Linked DNA regions of Sus scrofa: all the other regions are linked to region 2. Evidence: chromatin contacts called from public Hi-C and HiChIP or PLAC-seq data. All regions are on one chromosome and are shown on one strand. Each heading gives the region's core, a stretch centred on a gene start, on an enhancer-like site or on the middle of the called end of the contact. The rest is flanking DNA. Distances are from core to core; before and after follow the strand shown.

Region 1 (2,700 bases), core at 186-2,685, 510 kb after region 2:
TGGAAGGCCGATGGCCTCTTGCTTTCCAAACCAGCACATGCTGGGAAGGGGCCCTTGCCAGGACCCTTGGAGAGAGTGAGGTGGCAGGCTATGGAGCCTCTATTGCTATTGGCAAGAACAGAACTGGGGAGCTAAGTGCCCTGGGGAGGAGAAGGTGTCAAGAGGAGGCCCCTCCCCTACCTGGATGCTGACTCTAAGTCTGATTTGAACTATTTCGCTCATGCCACGTTCAGCAGATACTCCGATGAGGAAAGCCCTGTGAAGGGTCCTGGGGAGCCAGCTCTTGCCCTTGGGGAGAGCCACATCTAAGCCCAGAAGCAAGCACTGTTGGCTACAATTAGCTGTAAGTGCAGGGGAGGCCCCTCTTTTCCGGGTGGGGCAATGGAGGCTGGCGGAGTGGGGGGGGTTGTTTCTGTCTGGAGTCAGTTTAGCACAAGGGCTTCACATTTCCTCAGTCCCCACCCCCAGTGCCTTCCTGTCACAGCTCAGTGATTTTGTCATTTCTAGCCTCTTCCTCTTGGTGCTTTAAAAGTGAAATAATGGCACTGTCGCAGCGTCCCTTAGAGGAGCTTGCCCAGGAAGTGACTCCTCCCTAGCCAGGCACTTTCTGCCATCAGCAGAGTGGGCCAGTGGGGAGCCCACGCACAGGACCCTTGGAGTTGGGCAGCACTTGATTCTGTCAGGGTCTGTCAAGTGCTTATTCTACCTGCAGATTAAGGCAGAGGAAAAGGGAGCCAGCTTTCCTTCTCAGCACCAACTGTGGCAAGAATCTTCCTTAATATGGAGAAAAGCTTCTGTGTGAAATTTGGGGGTCTCTGAGGGCAGAATGAGAAGTGGCAGAGCCTCCTCCCAAATCTGGATTTTCCAAATCAACTCTAAAATGGAAAAAAAATAAACAACAAAAAAACCAACAAAACCCATGGGCTTGGATATAGAGAGAATCCTCTAATCTCAAATTTGCCTCTTTCAACTGTGTGCCTTTAAACGAATCATTTAAAAACCCTATAAACCTGTTTCCTGATCTGCAAAAAACGTGTAGAAATATCTAAGAATAATTACGCACGTGCCTCCAACAATTGTTTGCGGGTCCCCTAAGGGCTCGCTACGCGCTACCCTTCCAGGTGGGCCCTAGGCCAGGGGTCGTCAATCTCCCCTGCTCCCCCCTTTCTCGAGCCATTTTCAGCAAGGGTGTGCCCCCAACCACTTAATGCCTTTGAGGTCCTGGCACCCGGGCTCTGTTAAGTCGGCCTGAGGCAAGCTGGGTGGGGTGAGGCGCACCACGCGGTGTTAGGAGAGGGCTCAGGTGTTTGGAGTCACCAGACCCGGAGTCAAGTGCGCGGTCAGGCGGGATATCGCCAGCTGCCAGGTGCTGCCCCCGGGCCGCGCCTCCCATGCGCGGACTCCTGTTTGGCCGCGCCCCGCCCGCGGGGCCCACGCGACGGGCGGGGCGAGCCGGGGCCTTTGTGTTCAAACCGCCCAATGGGCGTCGGCAATGGGCGGTGACGCGAGAGGGGCCTGGCCAATGAGCTGCGGACTGTCAGCGTTGACCGACAGGCGCACATATACACACTCGGCCACGCGCGCGCCGCCGGGTCCCACTCGCGCAGCGCGGTTCTGCGCGGGCCGCATTGTCCGTTCGCTCACCTCGTCCCGCCCCGAGGCTCCTCACCGCGCGCCCCGGGCTCGGGCGCCGACCGCCGCTCCCCGGATCCCAACGCAGTAAGGGGGCGCGCCCGGGAGGCGCGGCGGGCCTCGGACGCCCCCGGCTGTGCACCGAGCAGCGGCGGCAGCAGGTAACAGCCGGCCGTGGGCCTCTGGCGGGCGGACGCGCGGGGCGAGGGCGGTAGGCCAGCCTCGGCCGCCTCCTCGCGCGGCCCGGGCCCGGCCTGACCCCGGGGTCATCATCGGACCGCGCCGGCCAGTGCCGAGCTGCCCAGGCCTGGTTCTTCCTCTCCAGGCCAAGCTGGGCCAGGCTCCAGCCCCGCCCGGCGCACGCCCCTGGGCCGGTCGGGAAGGGCCAGCGCTGTGCCAAGGCTGCTCTGACTCATCTCCGCCGCCCGGCCCCCGCCCCCGAGACTGGCCGCCCCACTGGTCAGTCCGGAGGGCGGACGTCTTCCAGGCGGGACTCCCCCGGGCGGCACCTCCCCGGGAGGAGGCTGCCCCAAACCGGCCCAGGGCAGTGCCTGCGTTTTCTTGCTAGTCAGGCAGTTTCCAGGGACCAGCAGTTCTCTGCTTCTGCCGCCGCCTGTCAGAACTCTGGGAATAGGAGGAAGGCCCATTTTGCTTAGTTCTTAAAAAAAAAAAAAAAAAAAAAAAAAAAAACCAAACAAAAAGGGGGCGGGAGTGTGACTTAGAGCAGAGAGGCAGGGCAGGCGCGCGCTTGGTTAAAAAAAACCCGAAAAACAAACCTCCGCAGGGTCAGCCAGTAGGGAAGGAAGGGAGAAGGGAGTTAGCACCTGGAGCGTTTTACAGGTCCCACGAGTGTGAAAACGTCCCGCGGAGGATGCCCAAGATCTAGGTTAAGCCTGAAGACTGGATGGATACTGCGGTATGAGTTTGCGATGGGGCCAAGGAAAGGCGGCGCTGAGAAAAGGATGTGGTTCAGCTCAGAAGTGAAGAGGGATGTTTTATGTGAGGGTTTCTTAACTGATCATGTGTGGAGGGGGTGTCCGTTCTGTTATGCAAAATATTGAGCTCCTA
Region 2 (2,700 bases), core at 115-2,614:
TCCACATGGCCGGTAAGAGGATGAAATGAGTGAATGTATGTGAATGTGGTTAGAACAGCATTTGGCATCTACTAAGCAGTCTATCAGGGACAGCTATTATTAGGGTTACCTACTCTCATCTGTATTCAATGGAGCTACACATAAACTGTCACAGTCAGTCCTTACACAACAGCAGGGGGTTATCATTTGTAAAGTGCTTTGTCATCCCTTATCACATGTAAGTTGAGGAACTTACAAACTGGTCCGGGTTCACGTCAAGCTTTAACACTTACTGTTTACTAGATATCATGCGAGGGCTAAGCAGGTCCCACGTGACAACTCATCCCGTTCTAACACACCACCAGTGTCATCGGTATCCCCATTTTAAGTAGAGAAAACTGATGCTCCCAGAGGGAAGTAACTTGCCCACAGGCACACAGCTGTAAAGAGGGGGTGCACGCGTGTCCCCAATTCTGCCTGCCTCTGTAATGACAGCTACTACCATTGGCTAGGAGCTTACCAAGTGCACAGCACTTCTAGGTGTTCTACAAACTTTCCCAGCACAGGGCCTGGCACATACTAAAGAGGGAACCCTCAAAACGTCCTTCTGTGGAAAAAAATGATGATGACCCTTGTTTCTGAAATACAGAAACGAGAAGGAGTGGGGGAAACATTTGGTAAAAACGTCTGGACTTTGGGCCCCAAACCAGCTAGCCATCAGCCTCCGGCCTAGTGCTAGCAGCCATCCCCGTCCCTTTTTCCTCAACTGCAGAAGAGCACCCCTCAGCCCCCCTTAAGGGTCTCCCGCAGCAGGAGATAAGTCCAGAAATCAACAGGAAAAGTGCTTTATGAAGTAGGAAGCGACTGTCACGCCAGAGCTGTTACTACAAGGTCGAGCGGCGAGTGGGCGGCTGGGCCCCGGCGGGTCCCCAGTTTCTTCCCCGACCCCGCCTTCGCACCGAGCCGAAGAGGGAAGACCCCGAGGCTGGGGCAGGCCGGCTCAGGCCCCCCCGGGAGGGCTCCGGAGGCTGGGGCGGGGCCAACGAGAGGCCTCAGGGGGAAAGCCCGGCAGGCTAGGGCCAGACCCCCGGCGGCCAGGTCGGTAGCCAGGGCCGGATAGGGAGCACCGGCCGCGGCCCTGAGAGGAAAGGCGGCGAGCCCCCAGCCCTGGCCCTCACTCCTCCCCTCACTTACCTGCGGGCCGCGCGCGCGCTACCACTCCTCGAGTCTCGCCTCTCGCCCGGTACCTCTCCTGGGGTCACCCGCCAACATGGCCCCTTCACTTCCGGGACACGACCTTGCGCACGGAGCTGAGGGGAGGGATCGAAGAGAGCCTGGAGGCAGGGGGAGGCGGGAGGACTTCCGGTTTCCCCCGCCTAGGCCTCTCTCGGGGCGGGGCCAGAGCCACGTCGGGCCACGCCCCCTAGCTCGGCTCCGCCCACAAGCTTGAGTCCCGCCTCCGTACGTGACAACACAGAGGGTCCGGCCTGCTGAGGGCCTCGCCTACGCGGCGGTCCCAGGCGTCGTCGTCCCGCGGAACAGAGCCAGGGAAAGCTGGGGGAGGCAGCTGGGCGGGGTAGTCACCCACCCTGCTGCCAGCACCGTGGTCTGTCCGGGGGGTCTGGCCAGGCCCCAGCACTGTCTGCCCATCTCGAGCTGGAACCATGAGGGCTCCTGGGGGACTTTTAACACTAACAGTATTCCCTATCGTGGCTTTCACAGCTCTTCCATTTTCTCAGATTGCCTTCTTTTCAACCCTCCATGCCGTTCCCGCTCCCCTGGCAAAGACCTACCTTTCAAGGACCACCTCAACTGTCCCCTGTTGAAGTCTTTTCCCGCCCCCTTTCTCATCCAACATTAATGTCTCCTTTGGGCTCCACGGAAATGTCTGCTGACCACCTAGGGCTTCACTCCTTAAGTTAACAAAACGTGTTATTGGCGCCTGTTATTTGCTAGGCACTGTTTTTTTAGTTTCTGTCTCACCAGATTTAAGGGCAGGAGCCATGTCCTTACGGAATCCCTAAACCCCCTTCCCCCCAGAGCCTAGTTCAGTGTCCGGCTGAGGAAGGATAGTCTAGGAGGGGAGGGGAACAGGCAGGCTTTGGAATCAAGCCCAGACAGCTCCAGTTCCAGTCCCAGTTCCACCACTTAAGGACAGCTGCCTGCCCTCTGGCAAGTTTCCTAACCCCTCCCAGCTTTTGTGTGGATTAAAAGGCATCTGGCAGGACAATTGCCCACCCTTCCATTCATTCTTGCATAAATCCTTGTTTTGCAAGCACTGCCACTGGCACTGCAGAGAATACATCAAGTCCTCAGATTCTGGTGGAGGCTGATGTCAGAGGAGGTGATAAGAACCGGGAGAAACTTGAGAAACTTACTGGATGAGAGGATGAAGGGAAAGGAGTTGCCTTTTTATGTGGAGTGTTGCCAGAAGGCCTGTCTGATAAGGGAACCTGGAGTAGGACCTGAGGGAGGAGCATTCCAGGTGTTGGCCCTCAGGTGGGCCCTTAGGCTCAGCTGTCCTAGGAGCAGAAGAGAGGGGACCAGTGCCAGGGGAGTAGAGTGAGTGAGCAAGAACTGGGGAAGACGCAGGACTGCAGGTCCTTTTCGGGGCAGGGGAGGGGAGACTATGCTGAGGCTGGAGCCACCAGAAGATTTGGAGCTAAGGAGGAACACGACCTGACCATTTGTTTATGGTGAAAAAATTATATTTCAAATTAG
Region 3 (2,700 bases), core at 96-2,595, 310 kb after region 2:
GACTTTTGTCTGTGATCATCTTCCTCCTGCCTGAAGTTCCTCCGTTGGAATTTCCTTTAGGGAGGGTCTCCTGGTGGCAAGGTCTTGGTTTTCGTATCTATGAATGTTATGATTACACTTTGTTCTAGAAAGATGTTTTCACTGGGTGCTTAAATTTTGAAATAAAATTTCACTGAATTTCGACGATGATGCTTATTTTCTGTCAGGGCTCTGAATATATCATTCTACCACCTTCCCACTGGCTTCCGCTGCTCCTGATAAAAAGTCAGTGTAAACCTATTTCTTTGTTTCCAGACAGAGGCGTTTTTTCCAGACAGAGGGCAACAGGGGGGCCACGGAAGGTTTCTAAGCACTCGGAGCACTCCGTCAGATCTGCACTTCAGAAAGCACCCTCTGGCACTGTGTGGACACGGGCGGCTCGGAGGGGTGGGCAGTGAGAAGGTTGCCCAGAGAACGGACATGGGGTGTGGAGGGGAGGAGATCAGAGAGGCGGGACTTGGGGTCATTGCAGCAGGAGTTGGGAATCAGAGAGGCAAGGATGACTAGGGTTCCGAGCTAGGATGAACGGTGGCGCCGTAGCGGAAACAGAGGGGAGGTGAGGATAAACGGTTCGTTCGGGACCTCCCGATGCATTCATTCCAGAAACAGTCGAACACCTACTTATGTGCCAAAAGCCAAAAGCATGTGACTGGGGACTCGTGGCTGCGTGGCACCAAATTCCGTCCCACTGTGCACCTTAGATCTGTCGCGGCTGCACCCGTCGCCAAGTATTGCCTCGAAGTAGCCGCCGCGTGGGATCCCGAAGCCTCAGCACAAGCACCGGCAGACCCGCTGACCGACAGAAGAATGGACAAGCGGGCGCCCGCTCAGGACTGGCCAAATCACGCCGCTCAGGAGCCGGTATCTAGAAAGACCACCGTGCGGAGAAGCCCCAACGCATTGGGAAACCTTGGCCGTCCCCGCCCTCCTGCCCCCCAAGGGTCCGTTTCGCGACCCCGCCTGTCGTTTGTGCGAGGTGGGGCACATGGTCTCCCCGCTCTGCCGGTGTCCTCATCTGCCCAACCCGGGCCATGCCGTTTCCGGCCCCTCAGAGTCACCGGGAGGATTTTAGGAAATGCGTCCGGGTAGTAAGAGCTCGGAGCCGAGCAGCGACTGCACCAAATAAGTCCCGCGAGCCCGCAGCTCCAGCGAGCGGCGCGGAGCCCGCAGGTCGGGCGGGGCGGAGCTCCAGTGGGGGCGGGGCGGGGCGGAGCCAGGAAGGAGGGAGGGAGGGAGGGGCGTGACCTGCCCAGCGCGAGCCGAGCCCCCGCCCCGCCCCCGCCCCCGCCCCGCGCGCTCGCTCGCTCGCTCGCGCGCGCCGAGGAAAACGTTGCGCAGGTTCAAAAATGGAACGTCGGCGGCGTGAGGGAGCGCGAGGGGGTGTGCGCGCGTGCGCGTGCGCGTGCGCGCCCGGGCGAGGGTGACGGGGTCCCCGCTGGCCCGAGCATCGCGCGCCGCAGACGCGGCCCCGCAGCTCCGCCCCCGGCCCGGCCCGGCCAGGCCCCGGGCCCGCTCGCCCGCCGCCCCACATGGAGCTGTCAGCCATCGGCGAGCAGGTGTTCGCCGTAGAGAGCATCCGGAAGAAGCGCGTGCGGAAGGTGAGGCTGCCCGGGGGCGGCTCCCAGGACCCCTGTGGGGTCCCCTCTTGTCCTCAGCACTGTCACCTTCAAGCTGGAGGCGACGGCGAAAGTGGGGCAGGGGTGCCCAGGCAGCTCCGCACTGCCGGGCTCCCATCCCCAACCCGTGCCTCAGTTTCCCCCGCTACCTTGTAGGGCTAGTAGTATAAAAGTTGTCACCCCAGGATGCTGGGGGCAGATAAGCTCGCCAGAGCTAGAAATTAGGATCAGACCGTAGGGATCCTGAATGTCATCCTTTCTCATCCTCCCCTCATTCTAAATATAGGGAAACTGAGGCCCAAATGAAGAAACGGCTTGCCTAGTGTGTTCGACGCAGATCGGGGTCTCGAACTCAGGACTCTGGACTCTTGGTGCCAAGTCCTTTGAAGTTGGAGGCGGAGCTTTGGAAAAAGCCGTCTCTTAGTCTCTGAAGTCTAACTGCTGGACTTCGACCTTTTCCGATTCCTTCCACACCCTCACCTCCGAGTCTCTCCCCTCTGCCAGTGCACGCCCCCGTCTTCCCCTCCCCAACTCGCAGCCCCGCCCGGCCAGGCCAGCCGGGCTCCGAGAAGCTGCCTACAGCGCTGGGGCATCCACGAAGCTCCTCCCCCTTCGCCTTCGCCTCCAAAACATACACCCTGCAATTTAAGGAGGCATCTCTTCCGCTGGGTTTGGTCCCTGTGCCTCAGGGCTGGACTTTGGCCGTGCACACGTTTGCAAAGTGATCCGGCCCCAGACTGGAGGCTGGGGACGAAGTGTTTGAGGAAAGTTCCTGTCCCCAGCACGCACCACCATCCTTTTGCCTTATCTCCTCTCCGCAGCCCCTTGGGAAATTCTAGCGGCAGGATAGGAAGAGGTCTTAAAGAGTTCATCTCCTTGTATTTGACCAAGGCACAGACTGAGGCCCGGGCTGGGGAAGTAGCCTGGTCAAGGTCACACAGCAAGTTAGAGATAAAAGTAGAGCCAGGAGCTCCAATTGGCTGATTGCCAACTCATCTTTGGAGAGAAAAAATCCAGTCCTGGCATCTTGGGCTAAGAGTGGCAG
Region 4 (2,700 bases), core at 16-2,515, 420 kb after region 2:
ATGCCATTAAGGGAGAAAAGTGGATTCCATCTAGTGTGACTGTTATGATCCCACTGTGCTAATGAGAAAGAATTTAAGTAATATGTCTATACCATAGATATACACACAATGTAGATATGTGCATATATACGTGTGTTTATATAGGCACACGACGGAGGCTGGAAGAAGATTCTTGAAGAGGTTAATGATTTGATGGAGATTATAGATAGCTGCTTTTTGTTGTACTTTCAAGAAATTTACAAAGAACAGGACTGTTGGTGTGACCCCATAAAATAAAGTTGAAATAATTCAAAATAAAAGAAACGGAGCGTTATGTGTGGCAGGGCTACTCTGCGTCCATTCCAGGACAACCCAGGTCTCCCGGCACCCTCTCCCAAATAGGAAGCTGGGCTCTGGTCTCCGGCGAGCAATGGCGGAACCAGCAGACGAACTGCAGGCGGCAGGAGGGTGACGCGGTCAGGGGGCCTGGGAATCAGAAAGCATACGGAGGAGGCCGAGAGAGCGGCTTCTGCCGAATGACCCAAGGATGACCTGATTCGGGCCCAATCTGGTATGTGGGGAGCCCGTTGTCCTCCCACGGCCTCGCTCCCCACCCCCATCCTCCCCACCGCCACATCTTCACCGTTGCGTCTTCACCCGGACCTCCTGGGTGAAGGCAGGTGCCGCGCCCAAGACCCCGGCCGAAAAACAGATGTATACGATCACCCCGGCCTCCCTTGGCCTCAATTCACCACCTCCCCCGCTTCCTGCGGTGGCGTTTTTGTTTTAATTCATCTGAACTGGTTACAAAACCACACTCCCACGAATACATAAATAATGGATAAGGGGTTGGGGGGCAGTGTTTTAAAGAAATTCCCGCAGGGCCTGGCAAAGCAACAGCAAATGCATTTCTGCTGTATCATATTTAACTGTTTGCAAACTTCTGCTGGGAGGATGAGCAGCAGCAGCAGAGATTCCACCGCCCTTCCCCCTCCGAGCCAGGAGAGATTTGCAAGGGAGGGTTTAAAGGAGGGAGAAATTGTCAGCTACAGAGGGTCCGGAAGATGGAGAGGAGAATGAGAAAGTGTTTGTAAGACTGCACTGCGCGGGACCCGGCTTCTTACAGGGCAAGCATCTCCGGGGCTCTGGGCCCCGGCTCCCCTAGCCAGGCAAGGCCCCTTTAAGAACCAGTGCGCGCCCCCGCCCCGCGTGCGCTCACTTTCCCTAGCAACCGCCCCGGGGGAGGAGGAGGTCCTGGCAACGGCGCGCCAGTCCGGAGGGTCACGTGACGGCCCGCAGCTGGAACGCGAGTGCGCGCCCCGCCGCGCGCCCGCCCGCCGGGCCTATGCGCTGCGGCGCGTGCGCGAGCGGTGTAGCACCGGCCGCGGGAGCAGGGAGTATTATGGGCTGTGGGTGCCGCTGAGCAAGATGGAGCTGTCTGCAGTGGGCGAGCGGGTCTTCGCGGCCGAATCCATCATCAAACGGCGGATCCGAAAGGTGAGCTGCCTCCCTGGGTGGGACACCTAGCCCTGCAGCCGGTGTCCCGTTTTGCGGGCCAACGGGGCGAAGCGGTCCCGCTAGCCCGGGCTCTCTCGCCCACCCCCGCGCCGCCGCCTCCTCGCGTCCCTGCATCCTCCCCACCCCACTCCCCCCTTTTTTCTTCTCTGTTTTTCAGGGACGCATCGAGTACCTGGTGAAATGGAAGGGGTGGGCCATCAAGTGAGTGTCACCGGATCCAGGGGCGAGGGGGAAGGAAGGCAACGGACACTGGGGCCTTTTTTTTTTTTTTTTTCCTTCCTTGGCGGGGGGGTGCGCTCATCTGCTCCCTGGCATGTGCCTCAGCCTCTCTGGTTTTCTTTTTATTTTGTGCATGTGTAACACGGCAGGTACAGCACTTGGGAGCCCGAGGAGAACATCCTGGACTCGCGGCTCATTGCAGCCTTCGAGCAGAAGTGAGTTTAGGAAGCTGGCAGGGGCGGCGGGGCCGAGACTCGGCTGGGGCGCCGCGCGGGGAAGCGGGAGAGCCGGGGAGGGCAGCGCGGAGTGGGGCCCGGGAGGGGGCTCTTTTTAACCTCTGGCGTTTCTCGGCCGCAGGGAGAGGGAGCGTGAGCTGTATGGGCCCAAGAAGAGGGGACCCAAACCCAAAACTTTCCTCCTGAAGGTAACCTGGCCCAGCCCCAGCAGCCCCCTCACGGGCCCCCTAGCCCGGGCGCAACACGGGGCCTGCAAGGGCGGGACAGATCCGCGGCCGCCCGCTTGGGCGGGCCTTTCCAGAGGGGCCCCGGCTGGGCAGGGGGTGGTTATGAGCCCCCGACAAGCCCCTGGCAGCAGGCCCTGGCCAGCTCCAGCTTCAGCAGAGGGGCCCGGGAATGGGGGGCGCGGGGGGGGAATCTTCCTCGCTGACAAGACCAGGGTCTGGGGAGGCCCGCAGGAAGCAGGTGGATGAGGCAGGTGGGGACTGTCCACCTGAGGGAGCGGCAAGGAGGTCGCTTCTGCACGTGAGAGCCCTCATGTCCCCCAGCCTTGAGCCGGTAGGAATTAGAACCCAGCGAGAGTGAATGTGCTCTCTCACATGGCAGGAAACCGGGAGAGGTACTGGGGGAGGGGGCACCTGCGACTCTGCCCCCAGCTTCCCTCTCGCAGGGTTTGTTCTGCATGCCTCCCCTCCTGACGAAGGGATCCAGCTTGACTGTGACCTTAAATCGCTTCACTTTGAGTTTA

What was found. Hi-C and Micro-C count contacts between places; a contact is called where the count stands out from the background. HiChIP or PLAC-seq counts read pairs in DNA pulled down with a chosen protein or histone mark.
Region 1: a contact with region 2 is called in an H3K27ac HiChIP or PLAC-seq map of alveolar macrophages. The contact joins the promoter of SUN2 here to the promoter of MIEF1 in region 2. A contact is called at or near these places in 1 of 5 promoter capture datasets (liver) and 1 of 2 datasets of contacts at active chromatin or transcription factors (alveolar macrophages).
Region 3: a contact with region 2 is called in an H3K27ac HiChIP or PLAC-seq map of alveolar macrophages, with 8 times the contacts expected there. The contact joins the promoter of CBX7 here to the promoter of MIEF1 in region 2. A contact is called at or near these places in 3 of 5 promoter capture datasets (fetal liver, liver and skeletal muscle), 21 of 47 Hi-C or Micro-C datasets (alveolar macrophages, blood, embryonic fibroblasts and 13 more) and 2 of 2 datasets of contacts at active chromatin or transcription factors (alveolar macrophages and skeletal muscle).
Region 4: a Hi-C map of epiblast stem cells shows a contact between it and region 2, with 4 times the contacts expected there. The contact joins the promoter of CBX6 here to the promoter of MIEF1 in region 2. A contact is called at or near these places in 3 of 5 promoter capture datasets (fetal liver, fetal skeletal muscle and liver), 1 of 47 Hi-C or Micro-C datasets (epiblast stem cells) and 2 of 2 datasets of contacts at active chromatin or transcription factors (alveolar macrophages and skeletal muscle).

The regions. Positions count from the first base shown.
Region 1 is chr5:9,271,701-9,274,400 of Sscrofa11.1, forward strand. It overlaps SUN2 (SUN domain-containing protein 2), which reads left to right and starts at 1,436. Exons shown (of 18, transcript XM_013988192.2): 1 at 1,436-1,793.
Region 2 is chr5:8,760,723-8,763,422 of Sscrofa11.1, forward strand. It overlaps MIEF1 (mitochondrial dynamics protein MID51), which reads right to left and starts at 1,365. Exons shown (of 6, transcript XM_001929366.6): 1 at 1,174-1,365.
Region 3 is chr5:9,068,967-9,071,666 of Sscrofa11.1, forward strand. CBX7 (chromobox protein homolog 7) reads left to right here and starts at 1,346. Exons shown (of 6, transcript XM_013997510.2): 1 at 1,346-1,637. The coding sequence starts at 1,569.
Region 4 is chr5:9,179,294-9,181,993 of Sscrofa11.1, forward strand. CBX6 (chromobox protein homolog 6) reads left to right here and starts at 1,266. Exons shown (of 5, transcript XM_021091475.1): 1 at 1,266-1,476; 2 at 1,655-1,698; 3 at 1,866-1,931; 4 at 2,074-2,140. The coding sequence starts at 1,408.